Regions from separate parts of the Mus musculus genome. Here region 1 is linked to region 2. A link is a contact called in public promoter capture Hi-C data. All regions are on one chromosome and are shown on one strand. The core of a region is the stretch at or near the end of the contact, and the rest is flanking DNA. Distances in the headings are between cores, read along the strand shown. Region 1 holds the start of Kif22 (kinesin family member 22). Region 2 holds the start of Tlcd3b (TLC domain containing 3B).

Evidence for each region. Promoter capture Hi-C pulls out the DNA fragments that hold promoters and counts their contacts.
Region 1: a promoter capture Hi-C map of hematopoietic stem and progenitor cells shows a contact between it and region 2. The contact joins the promoter of Kif22 here to the promoter of Tlcd3b in region 2. A contact is called at or near these places in 21 of 39 promoter capture datasets (the 3T3-L1 cell line, the C10 cell line, the HPC-7 cell line and 14 more), 11 of 484 Hi-C or Micro-C datasets (CD4 T cells, the G1E-ER4 cell line, bone marrow-derived macrophages and 7 more), 26 of 115 datasets of contacts at active chromatin or transcription factors (the 230-238 cell line, the HPC-7 cell line, the NIH/3T3 cell line and 18 more) and 5 of 9 other capture datasets (adipose tissue, embryonic stem cells, liver and 2 more).

What each region holds. Positions count from the first base shown.
Region 1 is chr7:127,039,253-127,045,873 of GRCm38.p6, forward strand. Kif22 (kinesin family member 22) reads right to left here and starts at 3,168. Exons shown (of 14, transcript NM_145588.1): 1 at 3,092-3,168. The coding sequence starts at 3,149.
Region 2 is chr7:126,818,683-126,825,657 of GRCm38.p6, forward strand. Tlcd3b (TLC domain containing 3B) reads left to right here and starts at 4,621. Exons shown (of 5, transcript NM_029978.1): 1 at 4,621-5,530; 2 at 6,329-6,412. The coding sequence starts at 5,406.

The sequences.
Region 1 (6,621 bases), core at 1,918-4,417, 220 kb after region 2:
GAGTTTGAGGCCAGTCTGGTCTACACAGTGAGTTCCAGGACAGCAGGGCTATACAGAGAAACCCTGTCTTGAAAAACCGGAAAAAAAAACACAAAAAAACAAACCATCTTCAAGTTGATGACTCCTCCTTAGCACTTCCTATTAAAGAGCTGTCTCTGGCTGGCAGAGCTTCCGCCCAAGCTACCATCTAGCTTCTCCTGGATGTTCTTAGGTACCTCAAATTCCACCTGTACTAAACTCTTCCCTTGCCCATCTCTGCAACTGTTTCCTCACTTTGCTAACACCCACAAATAGCTCAGACCCCCCACAAGAAGAATTTTTAACTGTTTTCTTTCTTCCCACAGTCATCAATACCTGTTAACTCTTTTTAATTTAAAATTTCTCTGATGTTATGTATGTCTGTGTGCTACTGTGCTGGCTAGTTTTATATCAATTTGATATAAACTGGAGTCACCTGAAAGGTAGCAATCTCAGTGGAGCAAAAGCCTCCATAAGAAAAAGCTGTAGAACATTTTCTTAACTAGTGACTGACTCGGGTGGTGTCAGTATCCTTGGGTTGGTAGTCCTGGGTCTTGTAGGAAAGCAGGCCATGGTGAACGGAGAGTGAGCGGATGAAGTAAACAGCATCCCTCCATGGCCCCTGCATCAGCTCCTGAGTATCAGTTGCAACCCTGCTTGCATTCCTGTCCTGACTTCCTTCAGTGATGGATTAAAATGTGGGAGTGTAAGCCACATAAACTTGCTTTTGGTCACTGTGTTTCATCACAGCAATGATAACCCTAAGAGAACCTCATACATTCCCGATGACCGTGGAAGCCAGAAGAGGGCATCAGATCTTCCAAAACTGGAGTTATAGATGGTTGTGAGCCACCATGTGGGTGCTGGGAACCCAACCAGGATTCTCTGGAAGAACATCCAATTTTCTTAGCAGCTGAGCCATCTTGCTAGCCTTGGCTCTACCTTTTTTTTTTTTTTTTTTTTTGGTTTTTCGAGACAGGGTTTCTCTGTATAGCTCTGGCTGTCCTGGAACTCACTTTGTAGACCAGGCTGGCCTCGAACTCAGAAATCTGCCTGCCTCTGCCTCCCAAGTGCTGGGATTAAAGGCATGCGCCACCAAACCCGGCTGGCTCTATCTTCTTAAATATGTTTTTGTTTTTTGAGAAAAGCTGGCCCTGAGCTCCCAATCCTCCTACCTTGGCCTTTTGCGTGTGAGGATCACACCAGTGGTAGGTTTTAATTCTTCTTCTGTTTGTGCACACCCACACCTATGTGCGAATGCACATGGGCATGGAGGCCAAAGATCAAACCCTAGTGTTCCTCAACATGGGATGAAACTCAGTCCTCAGGCTTCCGGGACAAGGACTTTACCGCTGAGCGGTGCTCCCAGCTTGCTCCTCTCTACTAGGAAGAGACAACCATTCACCACAATCTTCCTGGCCTCTTTTATTGCTAAGCAACGCTTGCTCTTTTTGATATTTTCAAGGTTGAGTAAAAGTCCACCCAACCTCTGAACCCACTTTAACTACCATTTTCACTATCTTTTTATGTACGTGTTTTGCCTGCCTGCATGGAGATCCAGGAGGCAATCAGTCTCTCGGTCTGAATCCTATCTGACTAATGGAATTCAAAATTCGGCACGAAAGTATGTGCACCATGTCCAAGCCTGGTGAACGGGACCGTTACTGGAATTACAGAGCACTAAACCCAGCTCCTCTCTCAGTCCTAACTATCATTTCTCTCTCTTCCCTTCTCTTATTTTGGTTTTTCCAGACAGGGTTTCTCTGTGTAGCCCTGGCTGTCCTGGAACCCACTCTGTAGACCAGGCTGGCCTTGAACTGAGATCCACCTGCCTCTGCCTCTTGAGTTCTGGGATTAAAGGTGTGCGCCACCACTCAGCTTCCAATTACCATTTCTTAATAAAGATTTCTCAAAATACCCAAAGGTTTGTTTCAGATTCTACACTACAAGTTTATGCTTTTCTACCAATGTATTTCCTCATACTACATTTGTTTATGGGACTATTTGAAAATGATTGTAATTTCTTGGAAAGGGCTAACAGTCTTTCAGCACTTTAACGTTTACTACATACCAAGCACCCTGGGTCTCAGAGTCTGTATTCGGACATAACTGTCAAGGGCAGAGGCATTACAGTGTAACTACCTGAGTGTGAATTTAGATTCCCAATATTTACTAGTTGTGCTATCTTGAAGAAGCTATCTACCCCATTTATGCCTGCTTCCTCTTGTCAAAACACAAGTACAGGGGGCTGGTGAGCCTTAGAAATTGAGTGCCTATTAGTTTTCTAGAGGTTCTGAGTTTGGTTCCCAGGGTCCACATCTGGTGGCTCACAGCTGCCAGTAACTCCAGCTTTAGAGGGTCCAACACTTCTGGCTTCTGCGGAGATCCACACATAGGTGGCACACATTGATAAAATTAAAGCTTTTTGTTAAAGACAGGGCATTAACAGTCATGACCTCAGAGCTCTGTACAACATTAAACGGTTCATCACAAAATGCTTGCAGCACTGCCTGGCTGAGGCGTTCTCCTAAAGGTCTGCCTCCCCCAAAGCCAAACAAACAGGCCAGATTTCGGCCTATAGAAAGAGGAAAGACACGCATACGCAAATCGTCTTAGGAAAGATTTGGAATCTCCTGGCAGCCAGCCTTTTCACCAGGAAAACAGCATCCGGTTCCAAGGCTGGAGGGAAAGGATTTTCCTTTGCCGTGTGATCTCACACAGCCTTCAGTCGGAGTGGGATCTCTGAACAGACAGACAGACAGACAGACAGATAAAGAGGCTCTTCGCTGCTCAGTCTTTACAGACGGGTGGCTGCCCGGCTTTACAGATGACACAAATTGAAGCGCACACATTAGCGCTCAGGCTCTAGACAGGAGCTGGAGCCTCGGCAGGGTCTCAACCCCCTCTACACCGCCGAAGGCAGCGAATAGAGGACAGGGTGCGGTGGCGCCCACCTCCACGCCCGCCAGCCAGCGTCCCCTCGCCCTTCCGCCCCGCGCCGGCTGGATTTTCCGGGACCACTGCTACTCTGTAAGTCTCACGCAGTGGTGCTCCCTCCTCCCGGCCCGCGTACCTGAGGTGGCCGACGCCATCTCCCGTCGCTGCGGACACGTCTTAGCCCTTAAGCTCATAGCCTTCCCTTCTTCGGCCCGCTTCTCTCTTTTGAATTACCGGGGCCCCGCCTCCCTCTCAGATTCGACCAATCGCAGCTACGTGCCGCCGGAAGTTTCGGTTCTAATTTACCGTAATTCCGCCGTCTCGGGCTCACTTCCGGTCTCGAAAGCAAAATATTCCCAGGGATAGGGCCCTGGAGTCTGTCACTAAATGGTCAGTAACTGAGGTCCCTGCACTTTCAGGCTTTTGAATTGCCAGGTTGGAATTGGCTAAATGCAGACTTTCGCCCGACTTTTCCTTCTCAGCTTTTCTTCTGAAAGCACTTGATTGATTCTATATTCAAAGTTCCCAGCTCTGAATACAATTTTTGCCTTTTGGAGCGGACAGAATCTCTTTGTAGCCCTGGCTGTCCTGGTGTGAGAAGGCAAAAAGTTCCTCTTTGAACTTGACTCCCCCACCACCACCCCTTTTTTTTTTCTTACTGTGGGAAAGTTCCCAGCCCTGTTTTAGAATCTTGGGACAAAATGCCCCCAGCTAATTGCATGCGTTTGGCTTCTGTTAAACTGCTTGCTTTCCTTTGCCCTGCAACTGCCAAACAGGATGTAGTTTTTGTGTGCTCTTTACCTTTAAAAGCTTCTGTAAAATGCAGTTGAGACTGCTTTGTGAGGAGTTTCTTTCCAGGAATTTTCTAGCGACTTAATACAGATTGTCAAACCAGACTTTGGTGGTCTTTGGGTCTCTAACTAGCAACATTGTAACTCACTATGTAGACCAGGCTGGGTTTAAACTAACAAAGACCTGCGCTCTTCTGCCCTGGAAGCTGCAACACTTTGCCATCTAACCATGAAGGACCACAGTGAGACAGATTATCTTTAGGTAGCCCTGGCTGTCCCAGAATGGTGTAGACTAAACTGGACTCAAACTCACAGAGACCTGTCTGTCTTTGCCTTCCTGGTGCTGGGACTAAAGACAGGAATCAAAGTTGTGTGTCACTACACCCAGCTAAATTCAAAGATATTGACTAGCACAATTTACAGGTCTAGAATGAGACGGCATTTCACACAATCAAGAACTGATTGGTCACAGTCTAGTGACTTAAGGTTAACTTCATTACCATGGAAATGGAAACTGGACTGTTTGACATTTTGGTTATTACTTCTAAATTCTTTTTTTTTTTTTTTCCTTTCTTTTTCTTCTTCGAGACAGGATTTCCTCTGTATAGCCCTGGCTGTCCTGAAACTCACTCTGTAGACCAGGCTGACCTTGAACTCAGAAATCTGCCTGCTTCTGCTTCCAAAATGCTGGGATTAAAGGTGTGCACCACCACTGCCCGTCTTACTTCTGAATTCTTAAAAGCAAACTTTCAGTTTGATATGTAAAAACTTTGCACCACTCTGAATGTTTTGTTGTTGCTGTTATTTATTTATTTAGAGATGGGGGTCTCTCTAAGTGGCCCTGGTTGTCCTCGAACTTACTATGTAGACTAGGCTAACCTTGAAATTTATTGAAGGCAAAGCACACAAAAATGTGTGTAGACTCATCAGATGGGGAGGGGGGCCCAGATTTGGTGTCCTCAAGAACTGACCTTTTGTCTGGCATTCTAGACTCAAACATACGCTCCAAATATTTTCTCATTTCCCAGTCAATCTGTATCAACTACAGCTTAGCTTCAGCTTTCTGAAATTCCCAGGCACTCTGTCTCAATTAATGATGTCCTGGTAGCTAAGCATTAAGCATTGGCAGTAAGCGCTCCATTCAATGTCCTTACCTGTTCTGTGCATCACTCCTCATTTCCATTGCTTCCTAAAGCTTCCTCTCTCCTCTGACTGCTGCCAGACAGCAAGTGCTGGCATCCCAAGGCCCACTCAGCCTTCTTTTTACTTTACATATACAGAGTTCCCCATCACTGGAACGCCATTATTTAGACACTAATAATTTGTTTATCTATCCTAGCTTTAGTCCTAAATCCAACCGTTTGTAACGACGCGCATGAACTTGGAGATTATGCTCAATGAAAAAAGCCAGGCTAAGGAAGGACAAAAAGCGTGTCACTTCATTTACATATGGAACAAGAATGTGGGGCTCCTGGGAGTGGAGAGCAGAAGGAAGGTTCTCAGAGGCTAAACAGGGGGGTGGCTGAGAAGGGAACAGACTGACAGGAGGGAAACGAGAGCCATGGGACATGGAACAGTTTGGGTAATTATAGTACCGCACACCCCCATAACTGCTAAAGGAGTAGTTGTGTGTGTGTTTGAGATACACCTTGTGTGTTGATGGATGGGATGGCACTTTCTGTGTAGACCAGGCCGACATCAAAACTGAGGTGACCCACCCCTCCGAGTGCTTGGGTTATAGTTATGGACCACCAGGCTCAGCCTTTTGTTGCTGTTGTTTTGTCTTCAAGACAGAGTTTCTTGGGGCTGGAGAGATGGTTCGGTGGTTAAGAGCACTTGACTGCTCTTCCAGAGGTCCTGAGTTCAATTCCCAGCAACCACATGGTGGCTCACAACCATCTGTAATGAGATGCAGTGCTCTCTTCTGGTGTGTGCCTGACGACAGCGACAGTGTACTCATATACATAAAATAAATAAATAAATCTTAAAAAAAAAAAAAAGACAGAGTTTCTCTGTGTAAACTTGGCTGTCCTGGAACTCTATAGACCAGGCTGGCCTCAAAGAGATCTTCCTGCTCTGCTGGGATTTAAGACAAACGCCATCACCCAGCATTTTTTTTCCAGGGGGGAGGGGCAGGTTCATGTAATGAGAATTCTGAAATTTTGGTTCCTTACAAAACACAAAAATATTATAAGAATGTGTTTTCATTTTAATCCCAGGTGTAGAATATGGGCTTCCTCTTTCCCCTCTAACCTTGTTTCTCTCCTATCTAGTGTTAGGAAACAGTGTGTGTGTGTGTGTGTGTGTGTGTGTGTGTAAAGAAAAACCCACAAAATAGCAAATTCCAGCTACATGCTTTCACTCAATATTCTAGGCTAGATTGGATCTTACTGTGTGTCAGACTGGCCTCACATTCTAAGCAATTCCCTGGCCTTTAGCCTTCTAATGCTATTATCAAAGGTATGAGCCATTGTCCATCGAGAAAGCATAAATCTTAACTGTTTTCACTGCACAAAACAGTGCATAAGCATAGATCTGCTATTTAATCATTCCACACTGAAGCATATATCAAAGCATTGTGGAGGATGCTACTGGCTAGGTGGCTCACTCAGGCTCAAGTTTAGCCAGTGTTCTAATACAGCATGGGAACACTTGCTAAGGGATGGTGCTGCTCACAGTGGGCCAGGAACTTCCTTCACCAATTAACAATCCAGGGACTTCCCTATCTGCGGACATACAATGGGTTTATTTAATGTAGGTATTTTCTCAATGGAGGTTTTCCTATCAGATGACTCTAGGCTATGTCAAATTGGCAAAGCTAAACAGGACACCTATATTTCCCTTACTTTTAGTATTTAAATCCTTGACAAGAGAT
Region 2 (6,975 bases), core at 3,371-5,870:
TCTCTCTCTGTCTCTGTCCTCCTCCCCCACCCCGTGTCTATTTCTGTCTCCCCTCTCTCTCTCTGTCTTAAAGATTGAACCCAGGGCCTCCTAACCCCTGAGCTCCAGCTCAGATTTATTAGCCAGTTGTGGTGGTGTACACCTTTGATCCCATATGTAGGAGTCAGAGGCAGGCAGATCTCTGTAATTTCAAGGCCAGCCTGGTTCACAAAACAAATTACAAATTTCAGGAGAGCCAGGCTTCACAGAGACCCTGTCTCCAAAAAAAAAAAAAAAAAAAAGTTATTTTATTTGAGTGTTTTGCTGGTAAGTACATGCAATACCCAAAGAAGCCAGAAGAGGACGCCAGATCCCTTGGAACTGGAGTTACAGATGGTTGTGAGCCACTATATGGGTGCTGGGAATCAAACCCAGACCCTCTGCAAGAGCCCTCAGTACTCTTGATCACTGAGCAATCTTTCCAGCCTTCTCTTTTGTTAATTTTAAGACAGGGTCTTGCTATATAGACCATGATGGTCTCCAACTTGTGACCTTTCTTCCTCAGCCTCCAGAGTTCTGGGATTGCTGTTCTGTGCCACCATAAAACACTAAAATATTATGTTTTGGAAATATGGACCAGCTCCAGGGGCTATAGGGAAAACTGAAATAATCTGACCTGGGTCTAAAACAAAGTGATAGGGTGTGTGGCTATACATCTGCAACCCCAGCCTCGAGGAGGTAGACGTGGGACACAAGGAGTTCAAGAGCAGCTTGGGTCATGTAGACATTTCAGGGTTAGCCTGAGGTACATAAAACCCTAACTCAAAGGAAACAACACACAAATGGTATGTCCGCTTATCTCGGATAAACGTGAAAGTAAATCAGTTAGGCATGGCACACAGGTCTGCACCCTTAGACCTTAGGTAGCTGAGATGGATGGTCAGGAGTTCAAAGCCAGCCTGGCAGACACATGGCAAGACCTTGTCTTAGACCAAACAAAAAGTACACCAAGGATCCAAGAGAGATTAGACCGCAGGCATGCCTGGTGACTTACAGTGACTATGAGGAGTGGGGCTCGTGGGCCTTTGTGTCTTTGCAGTGACTGGGGTGCGGGTGGGGGTCTGAAGAGCACTGTTTTCATGGCCCTCTTTCTCTTCTGCAGACAGGCATGGCCCTGCTCTTCCTGCTGGGGTGTGTCTTCTTCCCACTGTGCTTTGTGGTATTACGCTGGGGGCTGCAGAATCGAACCAGCTTACGGATGGAGAGGCAAGAGGCTGTCTTGGTGGCATCCAAGTAAGATGGGAAGGTGGGGCCAGAGCTGGTGGTGAGTCTAAAGAGCAGCTGGAGTGGACTCAGGATGCAGGACAGTGTGGGTGGGGCCCTGGTAGCTGAGTCTTTTGCAAAGGTGAAGTCACTGAAGTTCAGGTCCCTCATTTGGAAATGGGGACATGTGAGAATCATGTGTCTAAGGGCTGTGGACACCCTTAGGAGGTGCATGGCGATCCCTGGGGAAGCAGAAGGGGTTTGGCTCCAGCCAGGCATCACAGAGAGAGCATGTGAATCCAAGCCAGGGCCTGTAAGCCAGGCAGGCGCTCTCCCACCCAGCTGCATCTCAGGCTTTCCCCAGAGATAGAGCTTTACTTTATGATCCAACCTGGCCTTGGGCAGGGATGTTTGTGCTGACAATTGAACCTTTATTTACTTTTTTAGATTTTTTTTTTTTTTTTGGTTTTTTGAGACAGGGTTTCTCTGTGCAGTCCTAGCTGTCCTGGAACTCACTCTGTACACCAGGCTGGCCTTGAACTCAGAAATCCACCTGCCTCTGCCTCCCAAGTGCTGGGATTAAAGGCGTGTGCCACCACTGCCCGGCTTAGAATTCTTAACATTTATTCGGAGGGGGTGCACATGGCGCGGCTCACATGTGGAGGTCAGAGGACACTTGTGGATGGTTCTCTTCCACGTGTTCAAGGGATTGAACTCAGATTGGCAACAGGCGCCTTTAACGTGCTGAGTCCTCCCACTGGCCTGAAAGTGGTTTTTTGGTTGTTGTTGTTGTTATTTGGTTTAGTTTTTGGTTTTTGGTTTTTTGAGACAGGGTTTTTCTGTAACCCTGGCTGTCCTGGAACTCACTTTGTAGACCAGGCTGGCCTTGAACTCAGAAATCCGCCTGCCTCTGCCTCCCAAGTGCTGGGATTAAAGGTGTGCTCCACCACGCCCGGCTAAGTGGTTGCTTTTTAACCGACAACTCAGACGAGAATTTAAGGAGATACTATCTTCTGCTGGCAACATCATACTGGGGAAAAAATGTATTTGTGGGAGAGGTTGGGCCCTCGGGCTGTTACTATAAAGGTGAACAATGCCGGGGTGGAGCTGGGACTGGGGTGTGCAGAAAGCAGTGCTTCAGGGTTGTTTTTGTTTTTGTTTTTCTTTCTTTTCAATGCTGGGTATGGAGCCCCGAGCCCCTGATGTGCTAGGTAGCTCCTGAGCCCTCAAAGGCAGAATTTACCGAGGAGACTCTGTAAATCCCCAGAAAAGAAAAACGAAAATCAAAAGCACAAACCCGAAACCTGTCTTGTTCTGCTGCAGCCTGTGCTATCCACAGTCAGCTCTGGATCCCCTGACCACGTCTGTGTTCACAGACACGTTCTGATCCATGTCACCGCCCCAGCTTAGAGCCTTGGTGCTTTTGTTCCTTGCTGTTTTGTTTTTGTGTGTGTTATTTTTTGTTTTGTTTTTTAGGTAGGGTCTCTCTCTGTAGCCCAGGTTACATCTTCTAACTTTTGAAAGGTTTTGTATTTTGTTTTATCCCGTTACTCTTAGTGAGCCTCCTGCCTCAGCCTTCTGAGTGCTGGAATTTCAGGCCTGTCCCTTCATCTAGTAGCTCAAGCTAGGCTAAGTGCATCTATTTTTTGACAGGGTCTCCTATGTATTCCTGACTAGCCTGGGATTTTTGCCGGGATTTTGCTGTATAGACCTGGTTGTCCTGGAAGCCCCAGGGCTCTGCCTCCTCTGTCTCCTGTGCACCCCAGGGCTCTGCCTCCTCTGCCTCCTGTCACCACTGTCTTTGGATTTTCCTGAAGTGAAGCAAACATAAGCTTGAAATCCTACTTTACTAATAATGAACATAGCTATGTTATCTTGACACTTTAATAAACCCTCTAAGCCTTGGTTTCTCCTTCCTCAACCCCTAGAAGACTTAAGAAGCATTGACATAAACCATGCTCAGTCTGTAGTAAGACCTGGGAAAGTGGACCTCTTCCCCTGTGGTTTCCAGGTCTACGAAGGTCTCTAATAGTAGCCCCAACTCCTGCGGGTGTCAAGACTTCCCTCAGCCACTCCCACAGACTGCCACTAGAGGGCAGCACAAAATAGCGAATTGGCCCCTTCCTCTAGGGCGCAGAGGGAGTAGGCTGTGGGCTGGAAAGGTCAGTTGTCAGTAGATAAGTAGGCTCATCTCAGGGTCAGTGAGAAACTCAAGCTACAGTGAGGTGTCAGTCCCCATGATATACAAGTCTGAAGGACAGATGGGTTTGGGAAAGGCCAGGCTCTAAGAGGCCATGTGAGAGTGAGCATTAGTAGTTGTGTGCTAGGCCTAAATTACCCTGGCCAAAGCACGGGGCTGCTCTTCCCCTTGGATTAAAGGAGGAAGTTGAGTCAGCCAGCCACCAGGCTCTTCTGTGTAAGCAGGACTGTTCTGAGGAGTGGCCGAGGACAGGGAACCAAGGCAACAAGGAAAAGGGGACTCCAGGAGGCCATTGGCCTGAGGGAGGGGCCCCGGCTTCCATAACTCCACTGGGTTTTCCAGGCAGCAAGCACCCTCTGCTCTTCAAGCCCACCTTCTAACCCTCTCTCCCAGGCGAGCACTTCCTCTGTCGCCCAAGCTGGCTACCAGGAGTGATCCTCCTGCTCCTGGAGTGCCACCAGGTCTACATGACTGCTTCCTGTCTCCCAGTGCCCTGGTGCTAGCCATCAAAGCCATGCTGGAGGGCTCTGACAGCCAGCCATCTCTTCCCACTTAGCTCTGTTCCTGTCACATCTTAACTTTCTGATCTTGGGGAACCTTGGCTCCCACCTCAGGGCTATCCCCTGACCTCTGAAGAGCATAGGAGCATAGATTTCCCCCTGGGCTGTCACAATAGTGAGCCACACTCCTGAGGGAGTGACTCGTTGTGGTGCGAGTCGGAGTGCAAGCGAGGTGACTGATGTAGTTTCCACTCCCTCTGACTGGAGAGGCGGACGGGCGGGGTGGAGGGGGCTGTGGGTCTGAAGGACACCGTGAAATGGCTTGTTCCTATCTGTGCCTTCAGGGAACACACCATCTACTCAGGCTGCTTTCTTCAGGAAATCTTCTTGGCTGGAGTGAGCACCCCTAAGCTGAGATCCCTGCAGGCCACTGAGGGACACCCATTTATGTTTATAAGCACCAGCAGAAGGAAATGCCAGACATTTTTAAAGTGCTGACAGGAAAGGCGGCTCAGTACTCCTGCTAGGTGGAGGTGTCCGGGGGGGGGGGGGGGTTTAAGAGAAGAGCCATCCTTTCCCTAAGCCCTTGTCCCCAGCAGCCCCCTGCACTGCAGCTCCTGTCTCTTTAAGGGCCTCCCCCTCCCTCTTTCCTTGTCCCCCCCCATCTCTGTCGCAGCCGCTGCTGTGGCTCAGAGCTGCATGGGAGACAACGCTGCTGCAGGTCCGGTTTCTTGGTGTCTGGTCGGTGCCATCATTTCCCTCCCCCTCTCCCACCCTCCCCAAGCTGGTGGCTTCCCCTCCCCCTCCCCCTCCTCACAGAGGGGGCAGGGGGCTGGGCACCAACTCTATAATGCCATGTGCGGTGTCTGCACAGGGCAGCGGGGCTCTAGCGGCAGCAGCAGGAGGAGGTGGTAGCCTGTGGTGGCGGGAGAGCGGTGTTGACTGGTGACCGCTTGCCCAGCTGCGCCTCCGCTCCGCTCCGCTCCGTCCTTTCCTCCCTCCCTTTTTTCAGGGCTGGCACCACCGTCCCCCACCCCGCCTCCTTGGGCCCTCCCAGCCTCTCCACGTAAGCCCCCCCCCCACCTGCCGCGGTTCTCCCTCCCCTCCCCCACTGCATCTTCCTCCTCCTGTCCCCTCTCCCTCTTGGTCCTCTCATCAAGTCCTCCCTTGGTAGTCTCTCCCCATCCTCTCACCAGCGCTCTGTCGTCCCCCCCCCCCCCCCGCCACCTAGCTAGCCCTTTCTTTCTGTGTCCCCAATCTCATTGAAGTCCCTTTCTCCCTTGCCCTGAACTGGTCCTCTTGTCCCATCCTGTCCCCGCCCTGGCCCCTTTGTGCCTCCCCCTCCCTCTTTCTCTCTCCCTTTCTGGCTTGGCAATCCCTTCTTCACCTCCAACTCCCTCCCTCAATTTGGCCTTCCTGTCCCTTCTGGACCCTCTGGTCTCCCTGCCCGGGTTCAAGTCACCATGCTTACCCCAATGGTGGCTGGGGGGGTGGTGTTCCCCGGACTCTTCCTCCTATCCAAGAACACGCTCCAGAGGCTGCCCCAGCTGCGCTGGGAGGAGGCCGACGCAGTCATTGTCTCCGCCAGGTAAATGGCATGCCTTCCCCGAGAGTTCAGCCCCTCTCTCTCCAACAGGCTTCATGGGGAAGGGACCCCAGCACGCCCCTGGGCTCAGTAGTGGTGGGTAGGTTACATCCAAGCTTCCTTCCCTCCTTGGACCTCATTGAAACCCAGCCATCTGGACTACTATTGAGCTTGAGCTTGCTTCCCTTAGCACCTTCCTATCCTCCCTCTAAAGCAGGGCAGCATGTGACTAAACAGTCCCACAAGACACCCAGGAGCAAGCCAAGGGGCAAGACTGTGTTTTTCAGGGCTAGTGTTTGGGGGTCAAGGTGTAGAAAAGTAGACAGTGAAACTTGTATATCTCTAGAATAGGGCCGCCAGGAAGAGGGCCATGGTAAGAATCAGGAAAATAGTGGGAAAGTGTGTGTGTGGGGGGGGGGGGGGCTGGGGTCACTGGGGCCAGTGACTCTAAGTATGAGCCTCATGGTGTCTGGGTGCAGGGACAACTGGGACTCCCTTAGCCCTCATGGGTCCCTTCCCTCCCTCCCCAGGGAGAGAGAGCTCACTGTTAGGCACTGGCTCACCTCAGGACGCCTCCCTGGTGTCCTGGGAAGAAGATGATTCCACTGGCACAAACTAGGAATGAAGAAGGCTGGGAGAGGCGGGAACTGAGGATGGAAGCTAAGCGCAGCTTGGCTGAAAGTGATGGTGGGAAAGCCTGGCTTAGGTGGAGGCTGATGTGGAATCCTGAGGGGTAGGGTTTCCACAACACAGAGACGGGAGACGCACACCTGATTGTCACTCCTTCCTCTGTCTTCCTAGGTTGGTGTCCTCTGTCCAAGCCATCATGGCCTCCACAGCTGGCTACATAGTCTCCACTTCCTGCAAGCACATCATAGATGACCAGTGAGTGCCTCAGGACCACCCCGCCCAGGTCCCAGCGGTCTGTATGTGGGACCTGGGATCCCCCAGATCTGTAGTGGTCCCTAAACTCGGGATCAAGAAAGTTCATGTGATTGCTGCAACTCAATACCAAGGATAAATTTATCCTGTCCTGTCTTAAAGGTCAGGAGCAAGGAAGCAGGGGTAGGAGATCAAAGGAAATCCTCAGAGCAGTTCCTGGTCAGCTTCCTGGCTCTTGTCTTAGGTTCTGAACGCCAGCCATGTCTTCTCCAACTCTTGCATCGCTCCTACTCTGTTCCTATCCAGCCCCTTACTGTCTCCTCACCATGTCGGCTCACCCCTCCACTCCTTCTGGAATCCATGACGAGCCTCAGCACGGGTCCAGGGCAGAAGAGAAAGGGATGACACAGCAAGGCCACAGAGGGTCAGGCCGTGGGGGTTGGGGGTGAAGAGGCCAAAAATTGGCACTAGCAGCTACTGCAGTATTTGGTGCTGCCAAAAAGGCCCAGGCCTGAGCAGTGGCTCCGAGGAGGGTGAAGGGGACACGGGCCCTGTCCGTGGTGCTG